Linked DNA regions of Mus musculus: all the other regions are linked to region 3. Evidence: chromatin contacts called from public Hi-C and HiChIP or PLAC-seq data. All regions are on one chromosome and are shown on one strand. Each heading gives the region's core, a stretch centred on a gene start, on an enhancer-like site or on the middle of the called end of the contact. The rest is flanking DNA. Distances are from core to core; before and after follow the strand shown. Region 1 overlaps Gm46420 (a long non-coding RNA gene). Region 2 has its middle 21 kb from the start of Gm5084. Region 3 holds the start of Gas1 (growth arrest specific 1).

Region 1 (3,197 bases), core at 206-2,705, 55 kb after region 3:
AACACCAGCAAGCCCTCCAGAAAGCCCACAGCACCACCGGAAGCAGTGTTAGTGTCCCAGTCGCATTAGAAGGTAGACTTTAAAATATTCAGGAGGGACAGAAAACTTTCTGCAGGTGTGCTGTCTCACAGAGGTCATTTGCACTACATTCTGTTGATGGCTGGCATGTTTTTAATATTTTGCCAAACTGTCCTACACATACAAGAGACAGTTTGCTTCTCAAAGAGAAGAAAATGATACAGTGATTAATAACAAAAATAAAACTTGCTTTTATGTATATATATATTTAAGTGTTAAATTTGACCCGATCAACATGCCTAACCATTGTGTCCTCTGAGTGGAAGCAGGTTTGAAGCCCAGACAATTATCACAATTCACATTTAAATGAAAGCTGGCTGGATTGATTTGTAACGACACAATTTATTTGGTAATAATGGCATTCCTTGAGTTGAGCCAGCAAAACAAAGGTTGATTTACTCCCTAATAACAAAGACAAATGGCCCTTCTGCTGGCTTCCTCCTTCCTCTCTGGGTGAAGGGCCAGGCTGCCAGCCGACTCCTCTCCCTCTCAGCAGGGCCATTCTAGACTGACTTAGCATGCAATAGTCTGTATGATGTTTTCAAGTCTGGAGGACAAGACTGTCATCTGGACCGGGTCCAAAGATGTACCATTTCCTGGTGGCTGAGTGGAGAACGGCTGAAGAACGGCTGCTCTGAGATATGGTCTGACTGTGGATATGAGCCTTCTACGAAGACACACAGGCCGGTAGGAGTGACTGACTGGTGGACAGAAGGGACCAGAGTGACTCCTGCACAGAGTAGGCTGAGACCTACGAGCCCTTGAAAATGAGGTTCTCGGAGGTGACACTCGGCACAGGCAGTCACAGGGATCCTCTCGGTAGTGCCTCTGTTGAAATCACAGGAGGCGTGATCACGCTGGCGAAAAGTCTCGGGACCCTGAAACCAAACTAGGAGCAAGTGGCTTCCCGGCTGAGCTGGCCCCAGGTGACCACATCCCCTCACTTTCCTGGCCAGCTTTGCCTTGAGAGTCAGCAGCCTCCTTTCTAACTGGAGGTCTCCGCCTGAGAGCGGTCAGAGCATTTGGCTCGCCTCTCTCCCGCATACCACTCTGTTTTTTCAAGATCAATTGACATAATGAGAAGAGCTTAGATCAGAAGCCACCACTTGGGTAATTAAACCTCGAGACCTCATTTGCATGCGATTAAAACGTGATACAACCTATTCACTTAATGAGACAGAACAGCTCCCATTCAGTGCTTAGGAATATGCCAGGAAGATTGTCCGGCCTTCCTTTGCCGCATGGAAGTTGCTGGGGCCTGGGTGGGAGAGGTCTTCGCAACCTAAAAAGCCCAGGGCTCCAGTAAACCCCGTACACCGGCCTCGTGGCAGCCCCAGGTCGCAACAAGGACAACTGGAGGAGGCTGAAAAAAAATTGGCAACCTTGGTCATCTGACTTTGGACATTGTGCGGGATGTGAACAGCACGAGGGAGCAGTGAGGAGCTGAGGCGCTGAGAAGACTGCAGGGAAAACGAACAAGAGGGCGGAAACAAGGAGAAAACTAAATTGCAAAGTAGAAAAAGAAAATGAGGTACTCGGTTCTCCAGCTCCACTGCAGAGAACACTTCAGAACAGAAGAAAGAAAAGTACCAGAAAGAAAGAAAAACGAAAATTAAAAAAGGAAAATGTCAAAGGCAAGGGTGGGGGGGAGGAAAAAGGGGAAAACATTGTTCCCCTAACCACCCGAATTCCCCCCAAAGTTCATCCTACCTTGGGAAATCTATTTTTAAAATGATTTTTATCTTTCCTTGGAATTGCTATATACTTGAGCCTCTTCACGTGTTGGGACCCTTCTCCTCCCTCTGGCCATCTGTATTCATCTGTCTTGCTACTGGGCAGCCATGTCTCAGGTATAGACATTTACACACGCAGAGCACACCATTCTTGGTATTTGTGTTTCTGCGAGCTTGGCTTGTGTCGCTTGAGAAGTTAACCATAACATCGCTTTTCCACAGTCAAACAAGTAATCTACACAGGAGCTACCCAGTCCTGCCCACATTCTAGGGGTGAAGCGGAGTCTGTGGAAGGGATGCATAATGGATAAAGAAAGGGAAGGTCTTCACTGTTTCTCTTAAATCGCCAGGCTTGAAAAAAAAATCATTGAAGACCAAAGTGTTTTACTTAAGTAACTTTTTAAAGAATGGGATCTACAGGGAGCTAATAATCAAAGTATCTATAAAGTCTCATTTTTGTTTTGTTTTGTTTTGTTTTTGTTTTTGTTTTGTTTTTTTGTAATATGTGTTTCTAGAGCTTTCGGGATGTTTTTGTAAGGAGTTAGAATATTTGTTCCTTTTTAAAAGAGAACCACTTAGCTTATACTACAAAGTCTGGCAGGAAGATACTGCGCTGGCCAGGGTTACAAGGGTTGCTCCTGGGTTGATTCACTAATGTGCCATATTGGCATGTCTTACAATGATACCTCAAACACAGACCACTCTGTGTGGAAACAGAAAATTGTCATCACTAAAACAGATCTCCATTATTGCTAGTGTATATGATGCTTGTGCCCATGGGTACCGTGGAAGTTTTTAATAAATGTTTGGATATATTTGTTTGTTTGGTTTTCTTTTTACTTTTTTCCCATTTATTATTTATTCACTTTATATCTGATCACGGTTCCCCTCCCTCCTCACGCAGTCCCTCCCTCCACCTCCCCTCCCCTTTTCCTCTGAGTACCCCCTTCCACACTGGCAACACCAAGTCTCTGCAGGGCTAGGTACATCATCTCTGAGGCCAGACAAGGCATCCAGTTAGGGGAATGAAGTCCAAAGACAGGCTACAGCTTTAGGGACAGCCCCTGCTTCAGTTGTTGGAAACCCACGTGAAGACTGAGCTGTATCTCCTACATATGTGCAGGGGACTATGCCCAGCCTGTGGATGCTCTTTGGTTGATAGTTCAGTCTCTGAGAGCCCCGAGGGTCCAAGTTAGTTGACTCTGTTGGTTTTCCCATGGAGTTCCTATCTGCTTTAGGGCCCTCAATTCCACCCCCACCCCACCCCCTGATCTTCCATAAGAGTCTCTGCGCTCCATCCAATGTTTGGCTGTGGTCTCTGCATCTGTTTCTATCAGCTGCTGGATAGAAGTTATTCTAGGCTCCTGACTGCCAGTACAGCAGAGT
Region 2 (3,084 bases), core at 356-2,855, 49 kb before region 3:
GGCAGCGGGAAGAAGTGAAGCTATAGGTGCCGACATTCATCTCACTGAGGCGGGTCTGTGTCTTCAGGCTGGAGTAACTCTCCTGCTACGCTTTAACCTAGCCCCTCAAAGTCAAGTCTGGTCCCTCCCCACAAACCTACCACCTTCCAAAGTACTACTGAACCAGACATCTGAGCCCCAGGAGCTGCATGTACCATGTTCCCGTGCTGGTGAACAGGTCACCTAGACTCTACGAATGCCTTCACCTTCCAACCTTCATGGTTGGCCAGAGAGGGGAGGTCTGAGTGTGGGGGTGGAAGTTGGGTTGAGGCACATTGATCATTACATCTTCCCATTGACCACTGCCTGCGAAACTCTTCCTACTGCAGACGCCTGTTTGGGAATTCTCTGTGCCAAGGAATGATATAGGAGGAATACATTTCAAAAAGCAAACATCAAAGTACCCTCTAGCAAGTTTCTATGGGGACCAAGAATGAGATTTTGCGGACCAGTAAAGCTTCAGAGATAGGAAGCTTGAGTTCATCATTGCACCTTTATGCTGCCCATCAGCTGTTGAGGGATGGCTCTCCTCTGCACTCCTTATCTGTTCATCACATGGCCTGCTAAGGGTTTGGTGGTAAAGGAAAGTCAGCACACTGTCAGTGTGTGGTGGCACGGATGGCCATCTTGACTTCCCCTAAGTTCTTGTCTGGACCAGCACACCTCGACCTATCAGATGGGAACTGAGAAGCAGACTGCTCCAGGCCTCTGTGGTCCAGCCTATGAGAGGAAAGAAGAGATTGAGGATGGCCCTGAACAGCAGGGAGCATCACACACATCCCCCGGAAGTCGCAGCTCAAACTTTGCACCATGCCTGAGAATGAGTTTGCCCACAGCGTCTGGCGAGCAAACAAATACAGAAACTCTTCAAACTTCACTGGAGTGGAGGGGTGGGTGCCGGGATGGTGTTATACACCTTATCAAAAGCTCAAATTGATTCAGATCCAATTAGAACCACTTTTGTCAAAATCCCAAAGATGTCAAAAGACACGGAAGCAACAGAAAGATGGAAACTGTCTCCAGCAGCCAGCACACGGTACCCACGGCTTTCTTTTGTCCACCCCTGCCCCCACCCCCACCCCCTAGCTCTCTCTTGTTTTCATCCACAGCCTCTCCAGAGCAGCCTTGGAAGACCTTGGACGACCACAGGGTAGGATAACATCTCCCTCTGAAATCCAGAGAGCAGCTGGTTTTTTACTCAGCAGCAAACAGGAATGCCATTTCCTTACTTCTCCAGACATGCTTGCACCATAGAAATAGCCGGGTCGAAGGACTGAGTATTTCTATGCACAGGCTCCTTCTTTTTTTTTTCCACAGACTTCTAACTTAATAAGGAACGGCTGGATACTGTAACTTTTTGGCAGAGAGAGGGAAAAAAAAGAGAAAAGGGGAGAGAGCCAGAGGGGAGGGGAAAAGAGAGGGAGGGAGGGAAGGGAAAGGGGGGGGCTCTTTTTCAAGACGGAATTGTTTACGATCTTTGTCTGGCTGGTGCCACCTGACCCCCTGGGAAGGGTAGAGTTTCTCCACATCCATCACGCCTACAGAGGGCTGTGTCAGGAGCCCGGAGGCCCTCCCCCTGCCCATCTATGACTGATGAATCACTGCAGTGCTCTGAGACACCCAGGCTGGACTGGAGAAGGTACATTCCCACCTCGCTCAGGACACTGTTGCTTTTGTGAGCACACTCCTCCCTTGTCTCTGCATCTCCCGCCTCTCATCTCATCTCTGCGGAGACCTACCTATGCAAGGGGTTGCTTTTCCCAAAATGTCGCCGGAAACCATCAGCATTCCAATGTGAGCAAAATGGCTGTGCCTGTAATAAACTGGGGCCTAGCCATTAAGGTATCAGGATCCCAAAGAGCATTTTGCAACACAGAGAGGCTGATGTCAGGCCTGACAAGATAGTTATCTGGTAAGAGCACAGACATTTCTCCAACCTGGCTCTCCACCCAGGAAAACACTGTGAATGGCTTAGGCTTTGGCTTTCTCTGGGAGCTCAGTTTCTAGCATGTTGGCAGAGCTCCAGCCTGATTTATAAACCTTCTGAAGCTCCCCTGCTTATCTGTCAAAGTGAAATTTAGATAAAGTTCCTCTGCAAGTAGAGATCAGGCCCAGCTGAATTGCAGCCATTAAATAGGCCTGGAAACTCCCTGTCAAGCACCGAAGCCAGCTCATCTTAGTATTGCATAGAAGAATCTTGAAGAACTACGGCACCGGGTCACACTATTTCATCTCTAAGAATCCCACCCCCGAAATTAATAAAGGCATTCTTTACTATCACATCTGATAAAGTGTCGAAGATTGCTGAATGGCCCTCAGTTCTTCCCAAGAATTACAACAGTTCTGGAAAGTCCTTTACATACATAAACACACACACACACACACACACACACACACACACACACACACACCATATACCAGAAACTGCAAAGTAGGCTTGAGTCCAAAACTAGAGCATGCAGAGCTGTCCTGAGACAGTGACAGCCAGAGGAAACTGGTCCTATCTAAAGGTCACTCACTGTCCCATACCCCGTACACAAGTACACAAGTCTGACACTTAATGTTTTTAAGAAAAGTCATCGATTCCGATGCTTGGGTGCAAGCTTTGAATGGTAGCCTCCGATTCAGCTTCAAGCCAAACAACATGTATGCAGAAGGATCTATCTATTACATAGTATGGAGGTATGACTCTTAGCAATTCACAGTGTTTCTAAACGATTACAAAAGTGTGACATTCCACAACATGGATAAATGATATGCATGAGATGGTAACATTAATTACCTTAGTTTGATCATTAAACAGTGCATATGTATGTCTAAGTTATCAAACTGCACCCCACAAAATATGCACAGAAAAGTACAGTTGGGCATGCAGATTTAGGCCTGCAGTTCTTAGCTGAGGTGGGAGAATTGTTGAGTTCAACGCCAAACTAAGCTAAGTAGCAAATTCCAGGCCAGCCTAGTCTATAAAGCAACCTTCTGCCAAAAGTATCAGTCAGTCAATTAAGCTAATTGACCATCCATGAACAAAGATATCTGACTTCT
Region 3 (3,041 bases), core at 171-2,670:
GTCTGCCTCTCTCATCCTGTGAGGTTTCAGAGACAGCTTCCTCAGCCTAGGCAGCCAGCTTTTCCCAAAAGCCAGGTTAATCCGTCAGGCCCTCACTCTCGCCCTTTCAAACTCTTTAACTCTTTGGAGAGGTGGACAGTCCACTTTCTGAACGCACTGCAGCTGGGGCTTCCTTTGCTTCAGCAGCGATTTAGCCTTAAATTTTGTGACAGACTGAGTTGATAGTCTCACCATGGAAAGGGGAGAGGAAGGAGCCAGTTTTTGACAGGCCACAGACTCGCGGTGCCTCTAGTGGCCAAAAGCTGCATTGCGCCACAGTTAAGGTCGCTTGAGAGAGTCCTGCTCTGACTGCAAAGCCCGCTCTGCTGGTGGCTTTTGCTTTAAACACAGCGAGGAACTGAAACGTGCAGTTTAAAGCACGTAGCGGGTCAATTTACCCTCGTCCTCTGTGCTGTAACTGCAGCCAGGTGGTAGCGCTCAGCATTCCCAGGGTTTTTAATGCTAAGATTTGTCATTGCCGTTCGTATTTAAAAAAAAAAATCGTGAGTAAAGAAATAGTTTCAGTTCTTTGGATTTCTTAGTTTGAAAACGATGTCCAGTGCGAGGGCCTTACCTGCCGGAAAGGGGGACTGAAAGCTGGTGGAAAGTGTCCTTCTTGTGGTGGTGGTAGAGGTCGTGGTTGTGATGGTGGCTCGGTGTGTGTGTGTGTGTGTGAGAGAGAGAGAGAGAGAGAGAGAGAGAGAGAGAGAGAGAGAGAGAGAGAGAGAGAGACAGAGAGAGAGACAGACAGAGAGAGACAGAGAGAGAGACAGACAGAGAGAGAGACAGAGAGAGACAGACAGAGACAGAGACAGAGAGAGAGAGAGAGAACCCGTGTGTGCCCGCGCGCGCAATCTGTGTCTAAGTTTTTAAAGTCTTACAATGAATTCTCAAAACTCCCTGCCTTCGCTATACCCCCCGAGGTGATCAGAACTCAGAGATGAGGAGCCTGAAAATTAAAGTGACTTTCGAACTTTCTCGGATGCAAAGATGGGGGATCAGTAAGAATTAATAAAAGTGTCCCCCCACCCAAACAAAAAGGGGGCGGAGGAAGGGAACAAAAAGGCCGGTGGCTGAGCCGGATGCAGGCAGCTGGCCCTAAGCCCTGCCCGCTGGCTCTGTGCGCGAGCTGGGGTTCGGTATCCCAGCCTCCTGAAGAGTGGGAGGAGCTGGGCCTGTGTCAGGCTCCCTAAGCCGTTCCTTTCAAGCCCTGAATGCCTGAATGTGAGCTGCCCACCGCCCTCCCCCACTCTGCAGCCCCACTCCAGCGGCTCGGAAAAAAAAAAAAAAGTTTCAACAACAACAGGCTGGACCAATAGCAGCTCGCAAAGCCGGGGAAGGGGGCCGAGCAAAGGGCGCCGGAGAGTGGAGAAAGGAGAAAGCGGGCAAGCCTGGAGCGCGCGGGGCCAGGGCTCGGCGAGCCGGAGGAGCGTTGCTAATGTTTTTGTTTGTTTGCTTTTCTATGCATGCATAATGAGGGGGCGCCGCGGCACCACACGGGGGCTCCCGGCCCACTTTTGTATTTAAAGCCTCGCGGCGAGCTAGTCCGCAGCCGGGCTCCGCGGATCCGCTCCCCAAGCTCCGGGTCTCGGAGCAGAGAAACGCTCCGAGTTTCGGGGTCCTCCCTGCGCCTGGCGCCCAGAACTTCCCGGAGCGCGGCCCAGACCGGGGTAGAGGGGGAGGGGACCAAGCGTCCTGGCCGCGGGAAGGCGGGATGCCAGAGCTGCGAAGTGCTACGCGCCGCTGAGCCGGGAACCGAGGAGCCGCCGGCCGCACGACTGTCTGCAGGCGCCTAGCACCATGCACCCCCGGCGCCGCGCGCTCCTGCAGCTTCGCCGCGTCCCCCCGGAACGGCACTGAGCGCCTCCAACCGTCTACCGGACCCGGACCTGCGTCGCCGCGCTTCTCAGGGAGCCCCGGCCGCGGTGCCGGAGCGAACACCCGCCTTTACCAGCCGCGGGGCCGCCGGCATGGATGGATGAGGACGCCCATGCCAGAAGTGCGCGGAACTCGGACAAACTTTTCCAGCGGCCCCGCGGCCGCCACCCGAGCCTCGTCTCCGCTCCGCACCGCGTCCGGCGGCCGCTGCTGCCCGCGATGCTAGCCGCGCTGCTGGGCGGCGCCGGGGCCCGCACGGGGACCTTGCCGGGCGCCTTGCTGTGCCTGATGGCGCTGCTGCAGCTGCTGTGCTCGGCACCGCGGGGCTCGGGGCTAGCGCACGGCCGCCGCCTCATCTGCTGGCAGGCGCTGCTGCAGTGTCAGGGCGAGCCCGACTGCAGCTACGCCTACAGCCAGTACGCCGAGGCTTGTGCGCCGGTGCTAGCGCAGCGCGGCGGGGCTGATGCTCCGGGGCCCGCCGGCGCCTTCCCCGCCTCGGCCGCGTCCTCGCCGCGCTGGCGCTGCCCGAGCCACTGCATCTCGGCGCTTATCCAGCTCAACCACACGCGCCGCGGGCCCGCGCTGGAGGACTGCGACTGCGCGCAGGACGAACACTGCAGGTCCACCAAGCGCGCCATCGAGCCCTGTCTGCCGCGCACCAGCAGCGTGGGCCCGGGCGCGGGAGCGGGCTCGGTCATGGGCTGCACTGAGGCCCGGCGGCGCTGCGACCGGGACAGCCGCTGCAACCTGGCGCTCAGCCGCTACCTGGCCTACTGCGGCAAGCTTTTCAACGGGCTGCGCTGCACAGACGAGTGCCGCGCGGTCATCGAGGACATGCTGGCCGTGCCCAAGGCGGCGCTGCTCAACGACTGCGTGTGCGATGGGCTGGAGCGGCCCATCTGCGAATCGGTCAAAGAGAACATGGCCCGCCTGTGCTTCGGCCCAGATGCGAGCAACGGTCCGGGCAGCAGCGGCTCGGACGGGGGCCTGGACGACTACTACGACGAAGAATATGACGACGAGCAGCGCGCTGGGGCCGCGGGCGGCGAGCAACCCCTGGACGACGACGACGGCCTTGCGCGCCCGGGCGGCGGCGCTGCTGCGGCGGGCGGCCGCGGAGACTT

What was found. Hi-C and Micro-C count contacts between places; a contact is called where the count stands out from the background. HiChIP or PLAC-seq counts read pairs in DNA pulled down with a chosen protein or histone mark.
Region 1: a contact with region 3 is called in an H3K4me3 HiChIP or PLAC-seq map of embryonic forebrain, with 2.3 times the contacts expected there. The contact joins the enhancer-like site here to the promoter of Gas1 in region 3. A contact is called at or near these places in 3 of 39 promoter capture datasets (liver and pre-B cells), 35 of 484 Hi-C or Micro-C datasets (the 3T3-L1 cell line, 3T3-L1-derived adipocytes, the C3H10T1/2 cell line and 20 more), 9 of 115 datasets of contacts at active chromatin or transcription factors (cardiomyocytes, differentiating embryonic stem cells, embryonic forebrain and 6 more) and 3 of 9 other capture datasets (adipose tissue, liver and pancreatic islet).
Region 2: a contact with region 3 is called in a Hi-C map of embryonic fibroblasts, with 4 times the contacts expected there. The contact joins the enhancer-like site here to the promoter of Gas1 in region 3. A contact is called at or near these places in 8 of 39 promoter capture datasets (the 3T3-L1 cell line, 3T3-L1-derived adipocytes, cranial neural crest and 4 more), 16 of 484 Hi-C or Micro-C datasets (the 3T3-L1 cell line, 3T3-L1-derived adipocytes, the C2C12 cell line and 7 more) and 2 of 9 other capture datasets (adipose tissue and liver).

Annotation. Positions count from the first base shown.
Region 1 is chr13:60,120,804-60,124,000 of GRCm38.p6, reverse strand. The region is part of intron 1 of Gm46420 (a long non-coding RNA gene); the gene reads left to right. Among named protein-coding and RNA genes, the nearest start is that of Gm46420, 4.0 kb to the left of the region's middle. Within about 2 kb of position 1,455, at least 6 of the 459 cell types and tissues checked have an H3K27ac peak or open chromatin away from gene starts, as enhancers often do. A contact at or near this core is called in embryonic forebrain, where this site is marked.
Region 2 is chr13:60,224,887-60,227,970 of GRCm38.p6, reverse strand. No RefSeq gene overlaps it. Among named protein-coding and RNA genes, the nearest start is that of Gm5084, 21 kb to the right of the region's middle. Within about 2 kb of position 1,605, at least 77 of the 459 cell types and tissues checked have an H3K27ac peak or open chromatin away from gene starts, as enhancers often do. A contact at or near this core is called in the C2C12 cell line, the N1E-115 cell line, adipose tissue and 4 more, where this site is marked.
Region 3 is chr13:60,175,914-60,178,954 of GRCm38.p6, reverse strand. Gas1 (growth arrest specific 1) reads left to right here and starts at 1,420. Exons shown (of 1, transcript NM_008086.2): 1 at 1,420-3,041. The coding sequence starts at 2,014.